2 separate regions of the Hordeum vulgare genome follow, and region 2 is linked to region 1. A link is a contact called in public Hi-C data. All regions are on one chromosome and are shown on one strand. The core of a region is the stretch at or near the end of the contact, and the rest is flanking DNA. Distances in the headings are between cores, read along the strand shown. Region 1 has its middle 78 kb from the start of LOC123400959. Region 2 has its middle 79 kb from the start of LOC123403269.

Region 1 (4,881 bases), core at 1,243-3,742:
CTCTTCCAGCCATTGGTTACCTACATGGGTAAACCAGAGAATATTAATTTACACTAGGTAAATTAAAACCTTCATGATTACGTTGTATTGAACGTTGCAAAATTAATGATAACTTCAAGAAATGGGCTTGAAATCATTAGTGTGACTTTCAAATTGTTAAGTTTGACACATTGTAGATACGCCCCAAAAGAAAATTCGGGTCCGTCTCTCAGAACTAGAGAGTATAATCCGATAAAATCAGTAGATACTCATGTTTCTAGTACCTTATGTCATAACTTAATAAAATGTATGGGAGGGCACAATATTAAGCAATCATAATATCAATATGATAGAATGTAGGCTTAATCGTAGTGGTGATAATCTGCTATGCGGTAGATCAACACACTACTGTGTGGTCCCAAAACATCAATTTGAAAGAAAATCACTTCGGAATTTTGCATATCAACTCGTGCTCGTATTAAGCCAAAGGCTCAATTAAGACGAGGGGTTGATTTTTATTTGCAAGAAATTTGAAATTTCAATTACAAATAATAGAGGTAATAAATCTCAACATGTAGCAAACATGGAAATATATATTACATCACATATGTTCTAGAATACAAAGTACTCTACAGAAAACAGTACTGGAAATAGACGTATTGGAAACAAGAATTAAACAGGATCTAAGATAGGGATTAGTCTACTGCTAGATCTACTGTTGATAGTACAAGAAGTAATCTAAAGCAGAGAGCAAATAGTACTAGAAAATACTACTAAAGTGTGTTGGAGTGCTGCAAGACCACATGTGCCATCGAACCAAGACCACATGTGTCCCAAGGATGCGCACATGTCGTCAGCAGCGCCCACTTTATTCAAATCACGGGAGGATAAGGCAGAGCCAGCTCTAGAAAAGCAAGAGCGGCACCGCATCAGGCAGAGCCCCGCGCCAGGGAGAACTCTGCGCGTGCTACTTCGTAGCATTCACCAGGGACGGGCGAGAGAGCCTCCGCCGCGCTCGTCCTCATCTTCGTCGGAAGTCCCGCCCGAGGGCAAGGAGCCAGGCGAGGCGCCGTTCGCGAGCCCAAGGGAGGTCGGGCTCCAGGATCCAGCGCGCGGGGCGCGGCCGCTCGACGGAGGGCTCGAGGCCGCGAAGCCAAAGGGCAACAACCGGCGGCGAGGCGGAGTAGCGGCCGGTGCTGCGGATGGCAGGCGCGCGGGGGTGGCCGGCGTTGGAGACGGCAGGCGCGGGGGGTAGCCGGCGCCGCGGGCGCGATGGCGTCGACGGCCGCCGTGCAAGAGAAGCTGCGGGCAGCGGAGCCAAAAGCGAAGGCGGAGGCGGAGGCCCCGGTTGGCGCAGGCACGGGCGCGGTGGAGCCGCTCCCCATCTCGACAACCGCCGGGGTCGGAGACGGGAGGCGCGGCGCGAAGGAGCCGCTCCCCATCTCGACAACCGCCGGGGTCGGAGACGGGAGGCGCGGCGCGACGGAGTTGGAGTCGACAGCCGCGGAGCTGGTGGAGCCCAACTCGAAGAGGGGTCCGGGCGCCTGCTCGACGGCGGCGGCGTCGTCCCCATGAAGTGGGCAGATGACCCACCCATGGGCAGAGCACCAAAAACCCGGCGGCGGTGCTCACTGTGCCGCGTCGGCCCCAAGCATTGGCGGGGCAGGGCCGGCGAGGAGCCAGTCGAGGGCCCCCAGCGCGAGCGGGGCGAGGGACGCGGCGCCGTCCGCCGGATTAGCACCGCTCAGGGAGCGGGTGCCCAGGCCGTGGAAACGGGGCACTCCTTGGCGGAGCGCACGGTAGCCACCGGCGCCGTGGCGGCGGCCGATGTAGCGACCCTCTCCGAGGCGCCGACCGTCGAAGCGGCGGCGCTCTCCAAACCTGCGGTGGAGAACAGCGAGGCGGCGACGACGGACGTAGTTCTGCTGCAGGCGGCGAAGGTTCGTCGGCGTTGAGCGAGGCATCCTTCTCACCTTTTGCTTTCTTGCTTGTCGATCTCCTCGATCTCTTCGAAAACGTTCTGGAAGAGCAGTGCTGATAACGTGTTGTGATCGAATCGAGAGAGAGATGTAAATGAATCAACTCTCAACTTTATTCCTTGATGATGAACACTTATATGTCAGGGGAAGACGGTTCCTGGAAGCGACGCTTCAGGAACAATACGTCGGTTCCGCATCGTGGGAGGGACTCACGTGCGGTTACAAGTAGAGATTAATTTAACTAATTACATGATTAATTAAATTCTAACATAAACGAGACCTATTCCAGGCCCCTCGAACTGACGACCTCTTTTTATTCCTCCCGGCACATGGAACCAGCTCCCTTTGCCACCAAGAGTAGAGCAAGATCGGAAAAGCAACTGACCACCACCACCAATGTTATGCTCTTTGCAGGCTCCGGTTTGGGTTCGCCGTCGCCGTCGCACCTGCTCCCATAACACGAGCTGCTAGCAAGCTCAGCCATGGCGTAGGTTGCAAGATAGTAGTGTGGTGAGTTGCTGCTATCCGGCAACAACCACCGGACGCACTTGGAGAGTGATGCGTGGGCGTGGGCGTGGCCGTTGGGTTTTAGGGTCTAGGTGACGCCGTGCTTTCCTTACTCTTTAGCTTTAGCTTCTTAATGCAAGCCATCAATTGGCTCGGGATTTGTGTAATCTGCGGTTCTAGTCATGGCTGTTTCAATGCGGCAGGACATTTTGGTCCACCTGATGATTTGATAGAGAAAATGGGGAGCTGGTGGTGGTGTGATTAGCATGGCCGAACCGACGATCGACGGGGGGATAAACTAGTAAGCACTGGTAGTTTAGTTTATCTCCCTAGTGATAATTATAGGAGTACTGGCAGCAGTTGGAATATTGGAATAGTATAGTTGTGAGTGACCACTGTGTTCTGAAGAGAATAACAGGATTACTGCAGAGGAACTGGTTCTCGTGAGACAGATTGGGACAAGTTTGACATTTTGATCCGGGAACATGTCCTGGATGATGCTGAAAGAATTTATGAACTACTTCCCGTTGCCTGTTCCGCAAAAGAAAAAAGGGGGAAAAAGGCCAAGCAGTGATGTGCATTAGGCCTTGTTCGGTTGCAACGGATTTGAAGGGGATTGAAGTAGATTGGGGAGGATTAAATCCCCTCTAGGTCAAAATCCATTTCAATCCCTTTCAGGCCTCATTTGGTTAAGGGGATTGGGGAGGTTTAGATAGGAAAATCCTCGGGAGGGTCAGAAACCCCATAAATCCTCGGGCGTCCATTTGATAGGAGGGGTTTGCTTAGCCCAATCCTCTCTGTTCCCCTTCAATCCCTTCCTATCCATGTGTTTCAAAATTCTCCTGAAGGGACTAGTGAAAGCAAAGTCCCGGGGATTTGAGAGGATTGGGTAAAAGAAAGGGATTCACCCAATTCTCTGAAATCCCTCTCTCTCAAAACCTCCCCAATCCCCCTTAACCAAACTAGGCATTAAGGAGATTAGGAGAGGTTGATGTGTTCAAGATGACTGTTGTTGATGTAAACTTGACGGGAAATAAGAACATGCGTAATGAGACCTACGTAGATGACGAAAGAGACCACTTCCACGACACCGAAATGCTGATGTACAGATGTCACTTCGTATGGGAGTAGCGTGACTGCATCAAGCTAGCTGGGCACACTTACTCTGATCATGTTGAGTTGGTCTTCAGAAATATCCATGTGTGCTGGCGAGAGAACTCAGGACCCGGCAGAAAGTTCGGTTAAACACTACTGACGGAGAGAAGATGGCCAAGAGAAACTCGGTGTGCATTCCACCCGGGGCGCGGACGTGATGTTTTTGAGCCAGAGCTCAAATGAGCTCGGGGTAAACAGTACCATCCAAAAATATTCAAACAATGTTCACAAAATTCTGAATATTTTTGTGCAAACATCGACAAAAGTTCTCAGTGCTCACAAATTTCATCAAAAAATAACATTTGTAGAAGTCGTAGCAAAAATAAAAAAATTGATGCTCCAAAATTGTTATTTTTGATAATATTTTAGACTACTGTTTTTTTACGACTTCTACGATGTCATTTTTAGATGATATTCTACAAGCACTGAGAAAAAAATTCAACCGTTGCGATTTTTTTAATAAAATATATTTTTAGAATTTACTGTTCATCTCAAACTAAGATGAGCACAGAAGCAGAACATGACTTCCCCCGGGGCACGCCAATGTCTGACATGTAGCGGGACATAGGGCAGCCTTGTCTGGGCGAGTGCGAGACTTGGACGGCCCAGCGCCCGGGAGGCCACAGGCCACAGCCTCGTTTTCTCTGTGTTTTTCACTTTTTTACTTCTTTTTCATACTAAAAAATATTCTAAATATACGTATTACAGAAAGCACTTTAGGTAAAACATTTGCAAAATGTTAATAAAGAATTTGAACAACGTTAAATGTGTATAGACAAATTATTTTTCATGTATACGAAAAATACATAGAAAATATATAATGTGTATAAAAATTTGATCATATATTAAAAATGTAATAAAGCATTTGGAAAATATTAATAAAATATGTAAAAATAATAATGAAGCATTTGATAAATATTAAATATGTATAGAAAAATGTTCCATGCGTATAAAAAATGTGTGCTGAACATTTTTTAGTTCCAATAAACATTTTCCCACACACAACGAATATTTTCTTATACATCAAGAAACATTTTTATATGAATTTATTAAAAATATATAATTAACATTTCAAAATATATGTGTTTATTCCTGTCTTTATTTAGTGTACACTGTATATTTTCTGTATACATAAAAAATATCTTCATACATACTTAACGTTTGAAAATACATGGTAAATGTTTTTTTCATATAAAGAAAAGAAAAAGACAAAAAATAACCAAAACCAAAAAATAAACATAGAAACCCAAAAAAAATCCCG
Region 2 (4,881 bases), core at 1,089-3,588, 460 kb after region 1:
AGAAGTAAACCATGGGGGTTTGCTGGAGTCCAAACATCAGCCACGCAGAACTTCGACACCCCCGCACTCACACACAAAACAAAAGTGAAGCTTGCACATTTGGAGCCGGCGTAGAGTCACAGAGAGAGAGCATAGAGGAAGAAGTTTTCACTACTACGAAAAAACCTTATACACAAAATCTTAGCGGTAGCGTCGGATAAGAAGGGGCGCTACTGCTAATTAGCAGCAGCGCGCGTCACAAAGAGGCGCTATTACTACAGAATTACCAATAGCGCGGCTCAGTAGAACAACGCTATTAGCCAAATTGCCCGACCGTTCCCGCCAAGCTTGAGTGGTTGTATGTGGGGGTCAAGTCGAGGTGTACAAGCACCCTCATATCGTTCTCATATTTGAGACGGGTTTGACGGGTGCCGGTAAGTCTGGACGTATAGGGATGAAATAAGGTATTCGGTTGGACCACTATATTTTGATCGGACATTGGCCGTCGGACGTTTAGGAACAGAGTAGTGGGTCCGGTTATATGTGCCCTTAGAGCATCTACAACTGGACATTACAAATATGACTCCTCTAACGCCAGCAAACGGGTTCGATTAGTGACCGGACGAGTTCCTTATTTGTCCGTTACTTGCACGTGATTGATGTAGACAAAGAGAAAGAGAAAAAAGAATGAATAAAGAAAAAAAAAAGATTTGAAATATGGTCAGGTCCTATGTGGTGAACTCGCTGGGCGTCTGGCCGCTTTCGTAAGCCTTCATATCCTTCTCATATTTTCAATGAATATGATCGTTCGCAAACAGACCGAACGTATAGAAATGATATGAGGATCTGGTTGGGTCATTTTTTTCACATCCTTTTTTTATTCGGTCATTACGGGCGTATGAAGGAGTCATTTGAGTTTGGCTGTAGATGCTTTTATGTCTAGCCCAACAGTTCAACGACTGCTCGGATAAGAAAACAACACCCAACAATACTCTTCAAACCCAACAGTTCAACGACTGCTCGGATAAGAAAACAACACCCAACAATACTCTTCAAACATAGGACATTTTCAAAGCGGCTCATCAAAACCCTGTTATACGACTGCACCGAGCGGTTTGGATAATTTGCCTCCAAGGCTATCCCTCAGTTGCCCGTGGTCCACGGATATGGGCAAAATCCCGTTGTTTGCCCCAAATTAAGGAGCTCCAGGCGGTGTCTGGAGTTCTGGACAACCTGCAGACACCATCAACTCTGGCCTCGGATCGCACCACAGCCGTTGATTCTTGAACGGACAAGTAGAGGATTGGAAGAACATCTGTTTGATGTACGCCTTTCAGGATGCCCTCAGTCCATTTGTTTGGGCAAAACCCTGAAAGCCAATCCATATCTCTATTTGACACTGACCTTAACCACGCCCCTACGTGGCCGGACAGCCGTACGAGTATATAGCAAGCTCACGGATGGAGTAACTTTGATCGGTCATACGTCGATCGCTTATCAATAATTAACGTGCAACATGTGTGGACAGAAGTAAGTCAAGTGTGGCAAGTGTGACAAAAATAATATGATAAGATATGACAAAGATAGTCACAATCCAAACAGCCCCTGTTAGCCACACATTGGCTTGTCTAAGAAAATCTTGCCACAATTTTTGTGTCTATGACATGTGGGGTTTAGTATTCATTAAAAAATGCTTGCCTTAGGTTTGGCTAAAACCAAACACCCACCTAACTTGATTAAATTTGCCTAAGTTAAGTTATGGCAAAGTGTGACAAGGTGTGGTTAGGAACCAAACAGCCCCTTACTCATGTCTGCTGCAACACCTTTTCTTTCGTTTGTTTTACTGCCCATGATCACATCGGGGCACATCAAGCTCCCGGACTCCAGGCCCCGGCGTTCTCTGCAGGCCCGGTGTCACCTCCGTCTGTGTGTGTAGCACCCACGGGAAACATACGTAGAGCCGCGGTATCCAGCACGTCCGGCATCGCCCCGCCGTACCACCCCGACGCATTTTATGCCCGGTGTTCATGCATGCAGCGCGCAGCAGGTGACGTGCCCGCTGGCCGCTGCCGCATTGACTAGCCGCAGCCATCTAGACCACCATGGGGAAACACTCCAACGGTCGCATCACGCGTCTGCACAGTGCACACGCCACACACACACAACCCAAGCTTCTCAGCGAAGGCTGCTCTGCGCTGCTCCCGTCATGCAATGCAACGAGAGCACATGAACGAATAAAGAAATAAAGAGAGACGAAACGAAACGAAAGCAAGGCCACGGGCCGGCCGCATCTACTAGAAAAGAGAGGAGGGAATTGTCTGCATGTATGATCATACAGTGATAAGCCTGTAGAAGGGAGTAGACGTCGAGCTGCAGCGCCTCTGCCAGGAGGGCGGAGGCGTGGCACTGTGCCTGTGCCTGTGCCTGTACCTGTAGGCTGTAGCCGGTCATCAAAGCCAGCGTCCATCGGCTGGGCGAGCTGTGAGCTAGGTGGTGGTGTAGGGCGTAGGGGAGTACGTAGATCGCGGCTCGTGATGGTGTATTTGCCTTGAGATATCATGAAGACACTGGCCCCCCATTGATGGATTGCAGGGGCGTGGCGACGAGGCCGAGCATATGTCCCGTCGTGTCCTGGCCGCCTGTGGCTGTGTGGTGGGAGTACTGTGCTCTCCAGTGATCGATCCTCTACAGTGTTTCTGGCTCAAGTTGCAAGGACCAAGGAGTATTTGTGTGCATTCCAGATACGTATAGGCAGCGGGTCATTCATTCGCTGTCGTGTGTTTGAATTCGCCTCCGCTTAGAGGGTGTTTGTTTCCACGGACTTATTGGTTTTGGGACTTAAAAAAGTCCCTATAAGTCCCACCTAAACCAAACACAAAGGACTTATTGAAACTTATTATGATGATTTGGGACTTATCAAATAAGACTCTCTAGTAGGAGCTTATTGGGACTTATTGCTCGGTAGCCCGCGGAAAAAGTCTCCCGCATCGATCGAGTGGCCGCCGCCCTACCCCTCGTCGCTCGCAGGCCCCAGTCGCCGCCGCCCCACCGCCACGTCGCCGCCCGCCCCGTCGCCACCCGGTCCGTCGCCGCCCCGCCCCGTCGTCGCCCCGTCGTCCCGTTTTCTGCCTCGGTTCGTCCCCCCTCCCCCCCCCCCCCCCCCGTCGCCCCGTTTCTGCATCGCTGGAGTTTTCTGGTCCGCATGGTTATGTGAACAAAGTGTATTTTATTAGGTGTAATATGGATTTATAAGTCCCTGTAAACAAACAGGTAGGGACTCGGGACTTATAAGTCCTTCTAAACAAACAGGTAGGGACTTATGACTTATAAGTTGGGACTTAAAAAAGTCTTAGGACTTATGAAACAAACAGGGCCTAATGTGCAACCATTAACAAACGACATCCGCGCCGATACATTTTTAAATTTAATTTAAGACTGAAATGCATCGACGCGAGATGCGCGCACCCTTTTGGTGTTCGTCTTATCCACATCCATCGATCGCCCAACTATCCGCAGTCAATTTAATTAATGACCGCCACCTCTGCAGGTCCACGCGTCAGCGATCGCGGTCGGCCTTTTTTAATCCGAACGTGCGGCAGGTTCGGCCTCATCTTCTTCGAGACCCCGTCCTTATTTCACCACCTCTCTGCTTCCTCGTCGGCGATCAAACCTAGCGAGCAACCATGGCCGGCACCAGCTAAAACAAGGGCAAGCGCCCCGTCGTCTATATCCGCGTGCTACGCTCGGAGGAGGTCGCCTACCTCGAGCATAGGAGGGTGATGTGCTTGACGGAGGAGCGCGCCCGAGCTGCGCTACCGCCGCCACCAGCACTTCCCGCGGTCCCGCCCCCGCGCCGGCACAGCCCGACCTCACCGGTCCCGACGCCGACGACGAGGACGCCTAGGGTAGCATGCATTTTAGTTTTCTTAATGTTAAATTATAATGTAATGAGGACATGTGGACTATCGTCGGTCTTCGTGACCGGCTTTAATGTTTAATTTATATTTGTTTTTATTTTTATAAATGTCTACATTTTTTTACGCATTGTCACAAAATGGATCGGACCAGCGTTCCAAATGCGAAAACGAACATTGGTGTTCGGTGGGCCGATCCAAACGGACAAAAATCCGAACAAAAGCGTCGTCCGTTTAGATCGACCGGATGTAATTGCTCTAAAAACGTTTAAATTATTAAGATAATGTTCTTAATGCTTTTATATTAGTTTATGAAGAGAGTATTAGCTTGAGTATTGACTGTTGTGACGGTTTGATTTTATTATTGGGTGTGGCTAGAAATCAGTCGACTAACACTTAACAAAGTCTCAGTCGAATGACATCACCCGTCCTAGTCAGGCCTAGAGCAGTGATTTGAGTCCCGGGTTCAGAAGAGCCCGGGCATAAACAGTAACACGGTTTATAGTAAAATGTATTTTAAAAAACAATTTTTTATGGTGCAAGATTCTTCTGCGCGTGAACTTCGTGTAAATTTTTGTGAAGTTTAAACTTTTGAAGAGCTTGTGGAAAAAAACAAATTTCAAATGAATGAGAAACTTTTGACAATAGCAATGTTCACATAATTTAATTATTTTTGTAATGAGCTCCTCGAATATTCAAACTTCACAAAAATTTACACGAAGTTCATACATATAAACATCTTGCAAAAAAAAATGTGTTGATAGTCATATCACTGTTCACCTGGTTCATCTGAGCCCGGGCTTCGACTTGAATTATCGTTTTTCTTTGTCTGTGCCATTTGCTTTGTCTAGACTTGAATTATCGTTTTTCTTTGTGTGTGCCTTGCTTTTGTTCGTCCAATGTCCCTTGCCTCACTTGGCCCGGCCTATAAACGTTTGATTAGCGATGGCCACGGGAGTAAACACTCACTCACTTTCGATTCACAGCT

What was found. Hi-C and Micro-C count contacts between places; a contact is called where the count stands out from the background.
Region 2: a contact with region 1 is called in a Hi-C map of leaf, with 3 times the contacts expected there. The contact joins two enhancer-like sites. A contact is called at or near these places in 2 of 6 Hi-C or Micro-C datasets (leaf and seedling).

Annotation. Positions count from the first base shown.
Region 1 is chr6H:511,328,394-511,333,274 of MorexV3_pseudomolecules_assembly, forward strand. No RefSeq gene overlaps it. Among protein-coding and RNA genes, the nearest start is that of LOC123400959, 78 kb to the right of the region's middle. Within about 2 kb of position 2,493, at least 1 of the 3 cell types and tissues checked has open chromatin away from gene starts, as enhancers often do. A contact at or near this core is called in leaf, where this site is marked.
Region 2 is chr6H:511,785,298-511,790,178 of MorexV3_pseudomolecules_assembly, forward strand. No RefSeq gene overlaps it. Among protein-coding and RNA genes, the nearest start is that of LOC123403269, 79 kb to the right of the region's middle. Within about 2 kb of position 2,339, at least 2 of the 3 cell types and tissues checked have open chromatin away from gene starts, as enhancers often do. A contact at or near this core is called in leaf, where this site is marked.